Regions from separate parts of the Mus musculus genome. Here regions 1, 3, 4 and 5 are each linked to region 2. Evidence: chromatin contacts called from public Hi-C and HiChIP or PLAC-seq data. All regions are on one chromosome and are shown on one strand. Each heading gives the region's core, a stretch centred on a gene start, on an enhancer-like site or on the middle of the called end of the contact. The rest is flanking DNA. Distances are from core to core; before and after follow the strand shown. Region 1 overlaps Syt1 (synaptotagmin I). Region 2 holds the start of Syt1 (synaptotagmin I). Region 3 overlaps Syt1 (synaptotagmin I). Region 4 has its middle 84 kb from the start of Gm23041. Region 5 overlaps Syt1 (synaptotagmin I).

Region 1 (2,748 bases), core at 228-2,727, 330 kb before region 2:
CACCCAGAGACTTGTGAAGAATATGTAAAGCACCTTCATTATCCAGAGCCCCATACTGAAAATATTTTAAGTATCCATCAAGAGATCCATGGCTAAGAAAATGTTGGATGACTTTTTTGGATATTCAATAATGGACGATTATTTAAAAAAATAATAAAAAGGAATGAACTATTAGAAGAAACAACAGTGTGAACAGACAGCAACAATCTCAAAAACATCCCACAAACAGGAGAAACAAGATATATAGACTATGTGATACTGTATGATTCTATGCTAACAAACCATAGAAGAAATTATAACCAAATATATGTATATACATATATACATATACATATATATATTATAATAAAAATGACAAAAAGACCAACTAGTGTCTAAAGCTAGAGATGCTAGGGCATTACTGGAATTACTGGAAAGGTACTATGAATTTTTTTCTTTTGAGTGATGATTACATGGTATGCAGGTGTGAAATACACAGACGTATGCATGTGTGGTGCAGGCAACTTAACTGTTTGCAAACCATTCTTACACAGAATTAAGGAAAGCAAGAAGTTCAATAGAGCTATCAAGGCTAGGGATTAGGCTCTGAGTGTAAATGACATGAAATCAATCGTATTGTAAACCCTGAAAAGATAAAAGAGTCACGGAAATAGAGGAAGGCCTAAGATACATCTTTGGAGAGAACTTTCCTGCCAACAATTAGAAGAGAAAGAGAGGAAAGGAGAGTGTGTTCAGAAAGAATAGAATGGAGAGGCTAGTGCAGTGGTTCTCAATGTCTTTAATACAGTTCTTCATGTTATAGTGACCCCCAACCATAAAATTATTTTCATTGCTGCTTCATAGCTCTAATTTTGCTACTGTTATGAACTGTAATATAAACAACTGATCTGCAGAATATCTGATATATGACCCTGTGAAGGGGTCCTTTGACCTCTGAAGGGGTTGTGGCTCACAGGTTGAGAACCATTGGCGTAGAAGCTCACTAGCCAACAGAGTATCAATAAAGGCTAGGTACATGGGGCGGGCTGCCTTTATGTACGGCCCAATTGTCCCTGGTTGAGTAGTTATCCATGTCAAATCATCCACATGGTAGCAAGGTGTAGCTGTCCCTAGCTGAAGCTATAAGCAGCAGAATGGACTGTGGGAGCGATCCATACGCTCTTTGTAATTGGAAGCACGGGTGAAATCACGTGATGTTCAGCTTTTAGAGCAACTATTAAGCTCAAGCCCTCGTGGAGGTACTTGGCTGTGCATCAGAAGCACCGGTGTTATAGCTTAAGACTACTTAATGCAAAATAGCAAAACAGATTCACCGCTGATGAGGACCTGGAAGGGAGCCAGGGAAATCGCATTAACACTGCATTAGCAGGAAGAGAAGTGGGTGGATGACAGCAGCCCTGAAAGGTGAGGTGATGGGGAACAGTTCCAATCAGTGTGGGCAGGAGATGGCAGGCAAGGCCAGGCTGAAGCACCACTTCAAATGATAACCACGGCTACAGGGTTATCAGCAATGACAGCAGCACAGAGCTTCTGAAAGTGTGCTTTGTGTACCTGCTGGAGGAGACTGAGACAGCTGAACGAGGTCACTGTAAACAGCTACTCACCGAAGCAAGCCTCATCAAAGGGCCTGCTGCAGGAATGGCCACTGCCACATTTGAGCTGCCCCTTGAATTCTCCCTGTGAAAGTGCAGGGAACAGGGTGGTGGTACGTAGCAGCTGTCATATCAGATGAGCTCGTCTAGCCTTCTTGGTATCCCAATATAGCACATTAAAAAAATAAAACCCATAGAGACGAAATCAGCAGTGGGTCCCAGATCTCTACTCTAATAAAAGTATCTGTGGGGAGGACTATGTACCCTGAGGGCCAATCTAGGAATGGCTTGCTTATCAACTGCACCAGTCTGATTGACACCAGGCTCAAAAGAATAAAACAAGCAAGGGACATATTCTGGCAGTACAGGCAAGTAGGAAAAAGAAGGAGGAGGAGGAGGAGGAGGAGGAGGAGGAGGAGAAGAAGAAGAAGAAGAAGAAGAAGAAGAAGCAGAAGCAGAAGCAGAAGCAGAAGCAGAAGCAGAAGCAGAAGCAGAAGCAGAAGCAGAAGAAGAAGAAGAAGAAGAAGAAGAAAACAGAACAGAAGGTGATGGTACTGAACAAAAATCAAGAATAGAGACAGCAAAAATAAAAAGAGAGACAAGAGGGGAGATGGGCAAGGGCAAAGTTTGTGGTTCTGGAAGCTTGCCCACCTCTGTTCCAATAAAAGGGTGAACGTCACCTTCCTTACTATGTCCTTCAAAGCCTTCCCGTAGGCGGCTTCTTCAGAGTCATTTTCTGGACAACTCAATGTAATTAATAGGCTGCTGTGAACTAAAGGGGAATAAGAATTCTGTCTTCCATGAGCCTGCTTTGTTCTGGGACTGGAGAATCACAGAAAAAGAGAGCGAGCATCTAACCACACAGATTGCACAGTATTAACAGGCAGAGCCAGCTAAGTAACATATCAAAACGACGAGCACATACAAGCATAGATGCATAGCAGGGCAAGAGCTGGTAATTAATTGATGATTGGCAGGTTTGAGGGGAGGGAATAAGAACATCTTGAAATAGCCAGAACTCAGAAGGGCGAGAGGTTCCAGAGGCAAGCAGAGGCAAGAGGTATTCCAGGCAGAGGAGACAGGATGTGTGTGTGTGTGTGTGTGTGTGTGTAGATCTGGATGCAGGAAACACTGTAGATGATAAACTGAAACTCAG
Region 2 (2,700 bases), core at 181-2,680:
ATGTGGAGGCAGCCTTTAAAAAGATAAAAAAAAATGAAATCTCATGCACAAAAGCAGTTTTAACACAAAAGTTAAACTTCCTGTGTTTCACCAAAGGGTTAAGGTTAGGGAAGTGGACATCAACACGTCCACAGTCCACAGAGGCTAACCAGATTAGCAAGATCAAAGTAAAAGTCAAGTCTCCTGATAATTCTGGTGTCACTTGGAAAGGTTTTGAAACTTCCCATGTTATTACCCTCCCACTATAAAGGCTACCTGGGTAAATCTCGGGAGGGTGATGATCTAGTTTTAATTTTTACAAACTCAACAAGCCCTCAAAGTTCAGACAGTGACCCTGAGGTGCTATCCCAAACTGTCAGCCCCACAGGACAGATGCAAACAAGAAGATTCTGATAGCAGGCACAGGAGAGCAGCAGCAATTAAGCAGTTGAAAGTGGGTTGGAGTGTTGGGTTATTTTTGTTCCATTTGTAGCCTCTTGCAAGGAGGAGATGGATTCAAATTTGACACTTCCTTTCTGAGAGCAGAAGCTGGTCTCCTTGTCTACTCTCATTCAGTTTAATTCCCTGTGTGGTTTCATCCCTTCCTGGACTCATATTTTCACACGGGGTTGCAATCTATCCTCCCTCCAACAGAAAGAAATCTTTTTTCTCTTCTTCACTGCCCTTCTTCCCTGTAAGAAAGACAATCCTCCACCCCCCGTTGGGGGTGGGGGGCTGTACTGGCTTAGAATAGGAGGAGGGGGAGGAGAGAGGGGGCTGGGGGGTGGAGGACAGAGGAGAGAATGGAAGAAGCAAGAAGATGGGGGATGCCCAACATCAACTCCTGGTTCTGAATCACCAGCCCTGTGCAAAGTGCTTTCCCCGGAGATGCACTTGTGGTCTTGCATTTCTCACAATAGGCTTACGGGGGGATCCCTCCCTAGGTCTCCCATCGCCACAAATCAAGTGTACCTACGTCTCTTCGACAGATTGAAGCGCAGAGGTACCAAGGTACCACCGAGGTGGCCGCGCTGCCAGTGGGGCTGCCTTACCTGGAGCGAGGACCGACCGGGAGATGGTGCGAGTCTTGGTCCCCGCTGCTCTCACCGCGGACCGGTGCGAGGCACACGAGTACTCTCTCGCTGCCTCCGCTCTCAGAGGGGCAGCCTGCAACACAAAAGGGGTGTGTGGGTGTGGGTGTGGGTGAGGTTTTCTAGGGCCACCAGCTGGTCCCAGCTGGCCGCCCCCGCCCTGCACACACCCCTTCGGGGACCTGAGCCCCCTGTTGGGTGAGCAGGACCCTGGGGGCTTGCCCCGGTTACAGCCTCAAGTTGCCCACTGCTAACTGCGGATGCTGTCGCTGCAGGAGGAGGAGGAGGAAAGACACTGGGGGCTGAACTCGGTCAGAGCATCCCCACACTGCAGCTTCTCCAGGAATCCCTCCAGTGAGGAGGCGGCCGCCCATCATCTCCCGGCCCCGGCTCTTGATTGGTTCCAACCAAGGTACGCTGCTCAGAAGAGCCAATCAGAGAGCACTGATAATAGGTGGCTCCTCTCAGGCAACGGAGCCCAGCCCAGTACTGTTAGAGTCTCTCCATCCCCACAGCGGACAGGGACCTGAGGAGAGGGGTTTAGGAGAGTGGCGGGGGTGGGGTGAACTAAGAGGAGACCAGATCCCAAAGAGAAAACACTAAAAGATAATTTTCTAGACCCGGTGGGTAGACTCGGGAATGCCCTCAACCTGTTCAGTAAGCCATAAGCACTGGATAAGAAGCAAGCCTAATACAAAGCTTTTTTTTAACTTTCAATCAAAACCTGCCTTGATACTGAGCATGCCCAGATCTACACAGCATCCTAGGAGTTTCGATATGTGTGAGTTCTAGGTTGAAAAGGTGGGAGCTGGGACGCGAGAGAGGCAGAAGTTTGTCTTTGGCCATTTGACACCGCGGAGTTGTGGGGAAGCAGGACTACTGAGATAGAGGTGGTCCTTCTTGCTTTGGGAGACCAGTCACATCATTCCGTCTGAACTCGAGTGGGAAGCCAGGCTCCGATAATGTCAGGGCAGCTAGATGTCTAGAGACCGCCCAGGAAGGGTGTGGTGGACCAGAGCTGTATGCAAGGTCCATCCATAGGTGGGGCGGAGGAGCGAGGCTCCACCCAGCTGCAGCTGCTAGGCAATGGAGCGAGCGCCCAGGGAGTTTCCATGCAGCGACCAATAAGTTTGGAGACTTGGGTCAAGTGCGACCTTGCTAGGCACGCTTTTTCCACCTTCTTGGGCTTGTGCTCGCCCCCCCCCCCCCTGTCTCCGTCTCTCTTCACCCCTTGCCCGCCCGCACGGTGGGGGACTAAAGGGCTTTCTCCCTCCTCTTCCTAGCTGAACCCTTCTGCTCGGAAGTAAGAAGCTTTTCCCTCGTGAGAGCAGCCGTGACCTGATTGTCTCTAAGCTCCTGGGCAATTTATAGCTTGGTAATACCGAGAGATGCCAAACAGGGAGGCTGAGAGGCTTGGACGGGAGGGCAGGCTGGCTGGCCCTGGGGTGGAGTCTAGCTCCCAAGGGCAGGAGCCTTTTACTCCACAGGTGAAATGCTTTCTTGTCACTAACAGAGATTTTTTTTTTTCTTTCCCACTCGCTTGACCTTGCTCAGTGCCCTCAGAACCTCTTGTTTTGCTTGGAAATCTTAGCAGTTTTTGTAAAGTTGATCAATAGCCACAAATGAGCAC
Region 3 (2,700 bases), core at 37-2,536, 450 kb before region 2:
AGTAGGCATGACACTGTGAGTGTGGGCTTTAAGATCCTCATCCTAGCTGCCTGGAAGTCAGTATTCTGTTAGCAGCCTTCAGATGAAGGTATAGAACTCTCAGTCCTCCTGTGCCATGCCTGCCTGGATGCTGCCATGCTCCCACCTTGATGATAATGGGCTGAACCTCTAAACCTGTAAGCCAGCCCCAATTAAATGTTGTCCTTGTAAGACTTGCCTTGGTTATGGTGTCTGTATACATCAGTAAAACCCTAACTAAGACAACGTGGAAGAGCGAGGAAACAGAAATCTCTGTTCACTACAGAGCATCTTCATCTACATATCATCATATCCAGAAGAAAAGTTTCTTGCTCTGTGTTCAGCTGTGGGCAAACCTAGCTGAGAGCACAGTGGACAGATAGGGCAAGCGATACTAAGTTATTCTTGGTCTCATGTTTACATGCATTATGTGAAATAAAAATTCATATTATGAGTAGCCAAGAAATGAACTGCTTATATGTACTTAGGTATTATGTGAGAATATATATATATATATATATATATAATATATATTATATATCATTTGCCTATGTATATGTATGCTTGTAAGATTTTTTATATATTACATATATTTTATATATCTGTACATAATAAAATATATGATTTGTGTATATATAAATATACAAATTATAAAAATATATACTATATAGTTATATTTAAATTTTATGTTAATATAATTAATATAAATTTATATGTAAATATATAACTATAAAAATTATATAAAATTATATAAATGTTAACTATATATAGTCCCCATGTTTTCCTCCTCTATTTAAGTTTCTATAGTTTCCGTTCCTGCTCAAATCCTCCCATTTTTCCCACCACCTGCCGTCTATATTGTTATAACGAGGGGGACAGAATCCCATCTGTTGTCACTCCTGGTGAACTTAGTGTGGGGGTGGAGAAAGTGAGTAAAGCGTGCATGTGTTGCTGGACTGCGGGAACACATCCCCGAGCGCGGTAATGGCTTAAGGATTAGTCAGAATCCTGTAGAAAGTTGTATCTGAATCAGTAGGGGGAACTCATCTCTCAAGAAGTTTAAATGGAATACAGGAGTCTGGCTCTCTTTCACACCAGCTGTAAAGTTTAGAATATTAGAGATGAAGGTATCGCATTTTAAAACACGGCCTTTCACTGAAAGCTTGCCTGAAAAGTCTACCATTGAGTCACTTCCCTCAAGTAGGAGTCTCTCACGGCCGGGACTGCTCCCGTGTCACTTTCATAAGCAGTATTTCTTTAACTAGGATAGGAACCTTGACAACTGATTGAAAAACACGTTGACTAAAATGGTCTTAATAAGCATACCTCACGACCTTCCTCCCCCGCGGTCTCATCAGCAGGCAGTAAACTCAGCTCATCATCCTTCATTCTCACGGAAAAACCTATCTGTCAAAGAAGTAATTACCTAGCCAGATGCACGCCCCTCTGAGGCAAGCCCAGAAATCATTATAATACTATGTAATTACTGTTTATTATTTTATCTGTTCATGTCAGTTGAAGAACAAAGAAAAGTGCCCCTCAGCTGGACAATCCTATCATAACAAGAGGTAGCTGGTATTAATGTAAAAGCTTTCCATTGTCTGCACTTTTCTTTGCCATGGCAACTTAAAATGAGCCTGCTTCTAAGCAATTTGTACCTCAGCCACAGTCCCTAACCCTCCTGCATCCGATGTGGTGTCTCATCCAGCCATATCTGTATCTTTAGCCTGATCACAGACTTAACCTTGCACAGACTGGCATGACGGGCTCCACAGTTTTCTCTCCAGGGATAGCCACTGCTTTCAGAGGTTGTTCTGGGCAGATGCTAATCTATCAGAAGTTTAGAATTCAAATCCTTCAATCCCTTGCCATACTGTGGGCTAGGGTGGGAGCTCTTGCATAGGGATGCTCCCTGCATCTCAGTGGGTCCTCTTATAGACCTTGGCTTTTGAGGCTCTGTACTCGTAACCACTGTGGCTCTTTCAGCTTCTTCAAGGAGATTTGATAATGCTCATGTGACGCAACAGGAAGTTGAGAGTCATAGGGTTGCATTACAGCTTTCTATTCCAACAAAGGATAAATTCCTTTGGTTGATCTAAGGACGCACATGTGTGACCTTGAAAATGTCGAGGCCATTGCATTTTAAAGTATTAAAGAATTGAAGGAACCAGAGACTTAAGAATCACACAATTGTAGCTTAATATTGGCCACTAATCACAGATGCTTCCAGGAACAAAAACTACACTAAATGACAGATGAAGAGATGGTGACGCAGTTCAGAGCAACACCCTCTTAAGTCTCTAAGCCACTGTTATTTCAACGGAAACTTGTTAAGAATGGCAGTATTATCTAGTTACAGAGAGAAGTAAATGAAATCAGGATTGTCAAGTATTTAATGCAAGGTCTGCTCTATGCTAATAGACTACTGTGTATCCCAAGAGCTTGAAGCCAAAGGTTCATTGAAGGAAGCAAGTATGAGAATTATATGAGGAGGTGGGGTGGGGTCGGGGGTTGGATTCTTTATAAGTCCACTGGAGTACTGCAAGGAGAGCTGCTGCCATACAAACAGAGGCATGATAGAAATCTACCAAGGAAGGAGCACAGTCAGACCACATCTTTGCCAAAGTACCTCCCCTGGTTCAAAGCCACGCCCTCAAGAATGCTTACTCCTTTCTGCTCTCC
Region 4 (2,700 bases), core at 37-2,536, 270 kb after region 2:
AAGCATCTCTAACACTTTCATACAGGCAAAAGAAGATGTGCTTAAAAGGACAGGTGCGAACATCACTATCGTTTACCATACCACCTTCTTCTGGAAGATGCTGGTCCCCGCCCTGCCTGCTTGTGTAGGGAAGATCTTTAGAGTTAACCAGAGGAAAAGCAAGACAAGCCATTAACTTCTGCTTGCGAGAGCGGCACACACACCAACCACTGCCGCCAGGGCACCAACAGAATGATTTTATTCTATTATTTAATTTTTATTTATTCTTCTCTCATCCTGCACACGCTGGCCGCAGTTTCTCCTTCCTCCATTTCTCCCAGTTTTCTGACCAACTCCCCTCCTCCCCAGATCCACTCCTCCTCTGGTTTCCCCTCAGAAAAATAAGGCAGGCCTCCTAGGGAGATCAACTAAAGAAGGCATAACAAGATATAATAAGACATATGCTCATCAAGGCTAGATGAGGCAACCCGTAGGAGTAGAAGGATCATAGAGCAGAAGAATGGATAAAGAACACGTGATAGATTTTACACAATGGAGTATTACTCAGCTGTTAAAAATGACATCATAAAATGTGTACGGGAATGAAAAGAACTAGAAAAAAAAAATCATCCTGAGTGAGGTAACCCAGGTCCAGCAAGACAAACATGGTATATATTCACTTATTCATCAATGTATTAACTGTAAAGGAATGTAAAGACATTAACTGTAAAGGAATGATTTTTAAACAAGTTCAGCTTGATGAGAGTCAATGAGATTCCTGTGGACACTTGCAGGAGCATGGGTGAGAGGCTAGCAACTTTCAGGGCTTTAGAAAAGTTACTTATGGGCGGAGCCTGCTGAGCTGCATTGTGGGTCCCTCTCTGTTCCCTCTTTGCCTGGTGACTCCTCCTCCCTTCCACAACCATGATTAGTGGGCTTAGACTTGCAAGGGTCTTAAGTGGTAGCGGTCACAACTGCCTAGATGTCAGGAGAGCAATGGCCGTGTCATGCTCAGAGGAAAACAGTTCTCAAGACAAGCTCAGATACATGTTTTAGGAAACTCAGGCTGATAACATCAGAGAGGACAAAGAACTGAGAGGCGCAAAATGATGTGTGTGACAGCGGAGAAATATTCTCCGCCCTGCAAATCTCTGAGCGCGGAGCCAAGGCACTAAACATCCAGATAAAGAGGAGAGTATAATCATGCCTAATTTTTCCCTTTCTTATTTTCCATGTGAGGCCTAAGTGGTTTGTAGAGGGTGTCGAATATGAAAATCACAATTGAGGTTGCCGTGGTTACAGAGGCACAGAAGAAAATCCCGTGGTTCTTCCAAGCTCCGTTCTCAAAATGGTAATTTTTTGATCGGTCTGTAGCTTAGAATGTTATGTTATAAATTCTGCTGGGGAAGATTTTCTTTTCAGTTATTTATTTATTTTAGTAAATATAATATATAGTGATGTCTCTATCTCAAATTTCACTCCTGCATTCATCCAAGATATTTAAAATTCTGTACATAATAGGGAAGAGTAAGTTAGAATCATACTCTAAGAGATGGTCAATAAACACAGGGTGCTGCTTCCAGGCTGTGCCACACTCATTCTGAGTATATTATCACACAAATCCTGGCATAAACAGAGACTTACATAGATAGATATTTTTCAAGGAAGCTTAGATTTCATAAAGCAGTAATATAAGCTATATTGTAGAATACTACCCATAAGTCCTTCAGGCCCTTCTGTTAAGCTTTAATTTTGATTGTTTGAAGCATTGAATTAATATTATAACCTTTTTTTGGTTGTTGTTACTATGTACCTACATATTGAGACACGGTGGTTAAAACCAAACCTAACTTTTACCAAATGGCTTTGACTAGATCTGACTTTGTAAACATTGCTCTTAAAAAGTGTTTATAACCAAATAACAACACAACCAATCAAGAAGGGAGTATGACAGAAAAAAAAGGAGCTATTATCTTGATACTTCAGATGGATGCTTGTTTATTTTAATAACATTTCTCATAATAAGAAGATAATATAGAGATACATAATACCCTGTGTTAATAGAATGGTTTACATTTCTGAAATGGCTTCTGTGTTCATTCATTCAATGGGTAAATACTTAGAAATCATTTATTCACCATCAGATACTATTTAGAAACATGTCAATGAAAGAAATAGAGCATGGTCTTTAATGAAGTTTGTAACATGTTTGGGGAACTGGGTGAAAGAGCAGGAAAAAAGGATCAAAATAAAATGATCGTGGAAAAGGTGCAGAGAGCTTTGAGAGCTTCAATTTTAGAAATGATGCCCAAGGCCTGGGAGTATGGCATATCCAGTAATGGCACTTGTGTGATCCTGATAACCTAACCCAACTATCAGAACCTGCATAGAGATGTGAAGAGAAAGAAAACTGACTCCAAAAACTTGTTCTCTGACCTCCACACACTCACTGGGGTATGCACCCTTTTCATATCATACACACTCAATAAAAATATATCAAATTTAGTGGATGCATGAAGCAGGAGGACAAAGCTATGGAAGGCAAAGGATACAGCTGAGAGTTAGGCTTTATGACATCTGGTGGTCTTAGGCTCTTAAGCTCACATTTTGCATAAAATGGGAAAAACTTTTAATCACTAAGATACAAAGATTTATACCCCATAAATGCCTAACAATTTTATATCTTCTAAGATATAAATGTTCAGTCTTTTGTTGGAATTA
Region 5 (2,700 bases), core at 153-2,652, 410 kb before region 2:
AGTGTTTCATTATGTAAAGCATAGCACAGATTTCTATGAGAAATGACTACCAAAGACAGTTTTAAAACAGCGTATGTTATGTAATTACGACTTATTTTAAGCCACGACAGCTTTCCTCTTTATTTGTAATGGCATTCTGTTGTCAGCTTTAGCATCACGTCTTAATGAAGGAAAGTTAGTAAGTTTCTAGACCATACGAATGAGAAAATGGACCCATCAATTTCTGGTCAGTTGCATCAGAAGGGATAGCATCATCTTCCCATGCTCTCATTCTTATGTAAGACTCATTTTCTGATTTTTCTTATACAACATCCCACTGAGTGGAGAGCTATCCTATCTTGTACACTTGTAAAAACCCCATAGTGCTCTATGCCTGTGTGTACCAACACCGTGCCTTCGTGTTGTTTGCAGATAGTTATTGAAATGTAGGTCATAAAAGCATTAGCTGTTGTACAACATCATGCCACAGAAAGGATAACATGAGGAGCTTGAAGTAATCCATATTTCCATTGCTTTAATATGCAAATTAGTTTTTTGGCAACTAAAGAGCTGAAGAGAGTATATAGTTTTGAATTACTGCATAAATTTAAAATGGTCTCAAAAATCTTTCAACTAATACAAAGAATTTAAGAAATTCTAGGTAGAATATCAAGAATTAAAAGCTGAAAAGACTGTCCGTTATCGAGAAGAGGCTCCGGGCAATTAGACTCTTTGAATATTTGATAACATGTAGTTAACAGAGGTGACTCACAGACACAGAGAAATACTGTGAGATGCTAAGGGCTAAAAAAGTGTTGTAGGCTTACGTTTATGGGAGAAATTACCAAAAAGATAATGTATGCTAGTGAAATGGGATTTCTATACATATGCAATGGAGATTAAAGGTAGAAAAAGGAGCCAAAGGTTTTGCTTATAGGTGAAGGGGAGGGGAAGGCAGAGAGCAAAGCTTCCTGAAAACTGCTGTTTCAATTACAAATCACAGGCACTCCTCAAGTGTATAAGCATACAATTAGACAGGGGCTGCTGAAGAGGTCCAGTGCTATATAAGTCTGATAAGACCTCAGTTTAAAGTTGGAAAGAGATAACTGACTCTCCAGTGTTGTTCCCATTCTGCTCCCCATACGTCACACAATCCATACACATGCATGTGCATGCGTGCATGCATGCCGCACATGTACACACACACACACACACACACACACACACTATGTTTTAAGAGTTAACAGAATGAAATGGTGCAGAAGCAAACTGGAGCAGCTGCTGCGGAGCTCACTGAGGAAACAGTTTCCTTGGCTGATAAGTTAGATAAATCAAGAAAGGAAAACAGACAGGAGATGAAGTCTGTATTCATAAGAGACAGTGGCTTCACAGAAATTGCAGGCAGCCAGTACTGTGCTTTTGGTGGCAGTCAGCCTGCTGATCAGTGTTGGCTTATCACTTGCTAGCTGTGTGATCTGAGAATATTCTTAGCCTTGTTATCCTTATCAGCAAAATGAAAATGCTAACACTCACACCGAAGGAACACATGCTGTATACACAACAGAACCTGGCGCGTAGTAAGAGCTCAGGAAATGTTTGCCGCTGGTAGTAAGAAGCTATCCTCAAGAAACAATTTCTGTATTACTATTATAGCCATCATCATCTCCGTGAATGGACAGGTCAGGAATTTGTCCTAGGAAATAACTGTCTAAGATAATATGACTATTAAAACCCAGAGCACAGGTTTGCACCACACCAAAGTCCGTGCTTTCTCTTCTTTGTAATAAACGTTTCAGAATGCTCAATTTTCCCCTTTATACTGCATCATATCTAATAATACCCAACACTCACTATATGGTAGAAAGACTACTGTTAGCACAAAGTACCTGAACTTGAAAAAAAAATCATATGTCAGGCTCTCCCTGGTGTAGCCGTTCACAGCTAGATTCTTCATATCGAATATTATACATCACCTGTTAAGCAATTTGTAATTGCTTTCATGCCATCCCGAGTGAACAGGATGCGGCAGTTAAAATTCCAAAATGACCACCTCAAGGTCTTCCATGGACATCTGTAGATGTTAGGTGAAAGTGCTTCTTGGAGGACCTGAGGATGTCCAGACACAAGCTCCCCGTTTCCCGGGACACTCCTGAGGTTGCCTCAGCTAAATTGATTGACTAAATGGAGATTTATTGCATCGCCTTGAATCAGAAGGGATGGCAGAATCTCCCGCTCTGTCCTCATAGAGATTTAATGAGGTCAAATAAGATAAAATAGGTAAGGAAAGTTGTCTGTAATAGAAGGATAAATGAGACAGAGGTATTCAAATCATGAATTGGGAGCTTAGAATCCTGGTTTGCCCTTACATGTTGAGTGACCTTGAAGAGACCTTGTTTCCTCCCTCAGTTTACTACTGGATAAAATGGAGATGATAGCTGTCAATTTCTAATGGTTGTAAGGACTTCATGGGAGAGGATATAGATGTCACTTAGAGCAATCCCTAGGACATGGTAAATGCACATGTGCACTAGTTTTTCATTATTATTTCAATCCAATAACATGTATCCATATGCAGTTGACACCAAGTTAAAACATAATGGCTATCTTTGTACATTCTTAGTCCTTGGTACGTCTCCTAGAACAAAGAAGATCTATTTTCATGAATTTAATTAATGACTGGATAACGGCATCATGTGTATAAAGACTTAACCTGAGTCACTT

Evidence for each region. A called contact is a pair of places that touch in the nucleus more often than the background predicts. HiChIP or PLAC-seq counts read pairs in DNA pulled down with a chosen protein or histone mark.
Region 1: a Hi-C map of the N1E-115 cell line shows a contact between it and region 2, with 6 times the contacts expected there. The contact joins the enhancer-like site here to the promoter of Syt1 in region 2. A contact is called at or near these places in 1 of 39 promoter capture datasets (the 3T3-L1 cell line), 1 of 484 Hi-C or Micro-C datasets (the N1E-115 cell line), 5 of 115 datasets of contacts at active chromatin or transcription factors (craniofacial prominence, embryonic forebrain, embryonic stem cells and 2 more) and 1 of 9 other capture datasets (liver).
Region 3: a contact with region 2 is called in an H3K4me3 HiChIP or PLAC-seq map of embryonic basal ganglia, with 3 times the contacts expected there. The contact joins the enhancer-like site here to the promoter of Syt1 in region 2. A contact is called at or near these places in 5 of 39 promoter capture datasets (the 3T3-L1 cell line, the C10 cell line, hippocampal neurons and 2 more), 1 of 484 Hi-C or Micro-C datasets (embryonic stem cells) and 2 of 115 datasets of contacts at active chromatin or transcription factors (embryonic basal ganglia and neural tube).
Region 4: a Hi-C map of forebrain shows a contact between it and region 2, with 4 times the contacts expected there. The contact joins the enhancer-like site here to the promoter of Syt1 in region 2. A contact is called at or near these places in 7 of 39 promoter capture datasets (the 3T3-L1 cell line, 3T3-L1-derived adipocytes, the C10 cell line and 3 more), 2 of 484 Hi-C or Micro-C datasets (the N1E-115 cell line and forebrain), 1 of 115 datasets of contacts at active chromatin or transcription factors (neural progenitor cells) and 3 of 9 other capture datasets (adipose tissue, liver and pancreatic islet).
Region 5: an H3K4me3 HiChIP or PLAC-seq map of forebrain shows a contact between it and region 2, with 5 times the contacts expected there. The contact joins the enhancer-like site here to the promoter of Syt1 in region 2. A contact is called at or near these places in 7 of 39 promoter capture datasets (the 3T3-L1 cell line, 3T3-L1-derived adipocytes, embryonic stem cells and 3 more), 3 of 484 Hi-C or Micro-C datasets (the HL-1 cell line, cerebral cortex and embryonic stem cells), 3 of 115 datasets of contacts at active chromatin or transcription factors (embryonic forebrain, forebrain and neural progenitor cells) and 1 of 9 other capture datasets (embryonic stem cells).

What each region holds. Positions count from the first base shown.
Region 1 is chr10:108,678,549-108,681,296 of GRCm38.p6, forward strand. The region is part of intron 4 of Syt1 (synaptotagmin I); the gene reads right to left. Among named protein-coding and RNA genes, the nearest start is that of Gm5136, 20 kb to the right of the region's middle. Within about 2 kb of position 1,478, at least 28 of the 459 cell types and tissues checked have an H3K27ac peak or open chromatin away from gene starts, as enhancers often do. A contact at or near this core is called in the N1E-115 cell line and forebrain, where this site is marked.
Region 2 is chr10:109,009,545-109,012,244 of GRCm38.p6, forward strand. Syt1 (synaptotagmin I) reads right to left here and starts at 1,431. Exons shown (of 11, transcript NM_009306.3): 1 at 1,032-1,431.
Region 3 is chr10:108,558,040-108,560,739 of GRCm38.p6, forward strand. The region is part of intron 9 of Syt1 (synaptotagmin I); the gene reads right to left. Among named protein-coding and RNA genes, the nearest start is that of Gm36601, 100 kb to the left of the region's middle. Within about 2 kb of position 1,287, at least 10 of the 459 cell types and tissues checked have an H3K27ac peak or open chromatin away from gene starts, as enhancers often do. A contact at or near this core is called in embryonic basal ganglia, where this site is marked.
Region 4 is chr10:109,282,350-109,285,049 of GRCm38.p6, forward strand. No RefSeq gene overlaps it. Among named protein-coding and RNA genes, the nearest start is that of Gm23041, 84 kb to the right of the region's middle. Within about 2 kb of position 1,287, at least 15 of the 459 cell types and tissues checked have an H3K27ac peak or open chromatin away from gene starts, as enhancers often do. A contact at or near this core is called in forebrain and hippocampal neurons, where this site is marked.
Region 5 is chr10:108,600,814-108,603,513 of GRCm38.p6, forward strand. The region is part of intron 8 of Syt1 (synaptotagmin I); the gene reads right to left. Among named protein-coding and RNA genes, the nearest start is that of Gm5136, 98 kb to the right of the region's middle. Within about 2 kb of position 1,403, at least 19 of the 459 cell types and tissues checked have an H3K27ac peak or open chromatin away from gene starts, as enhancers often do. A contact at or near this core is called in forebrain, where this site is marked.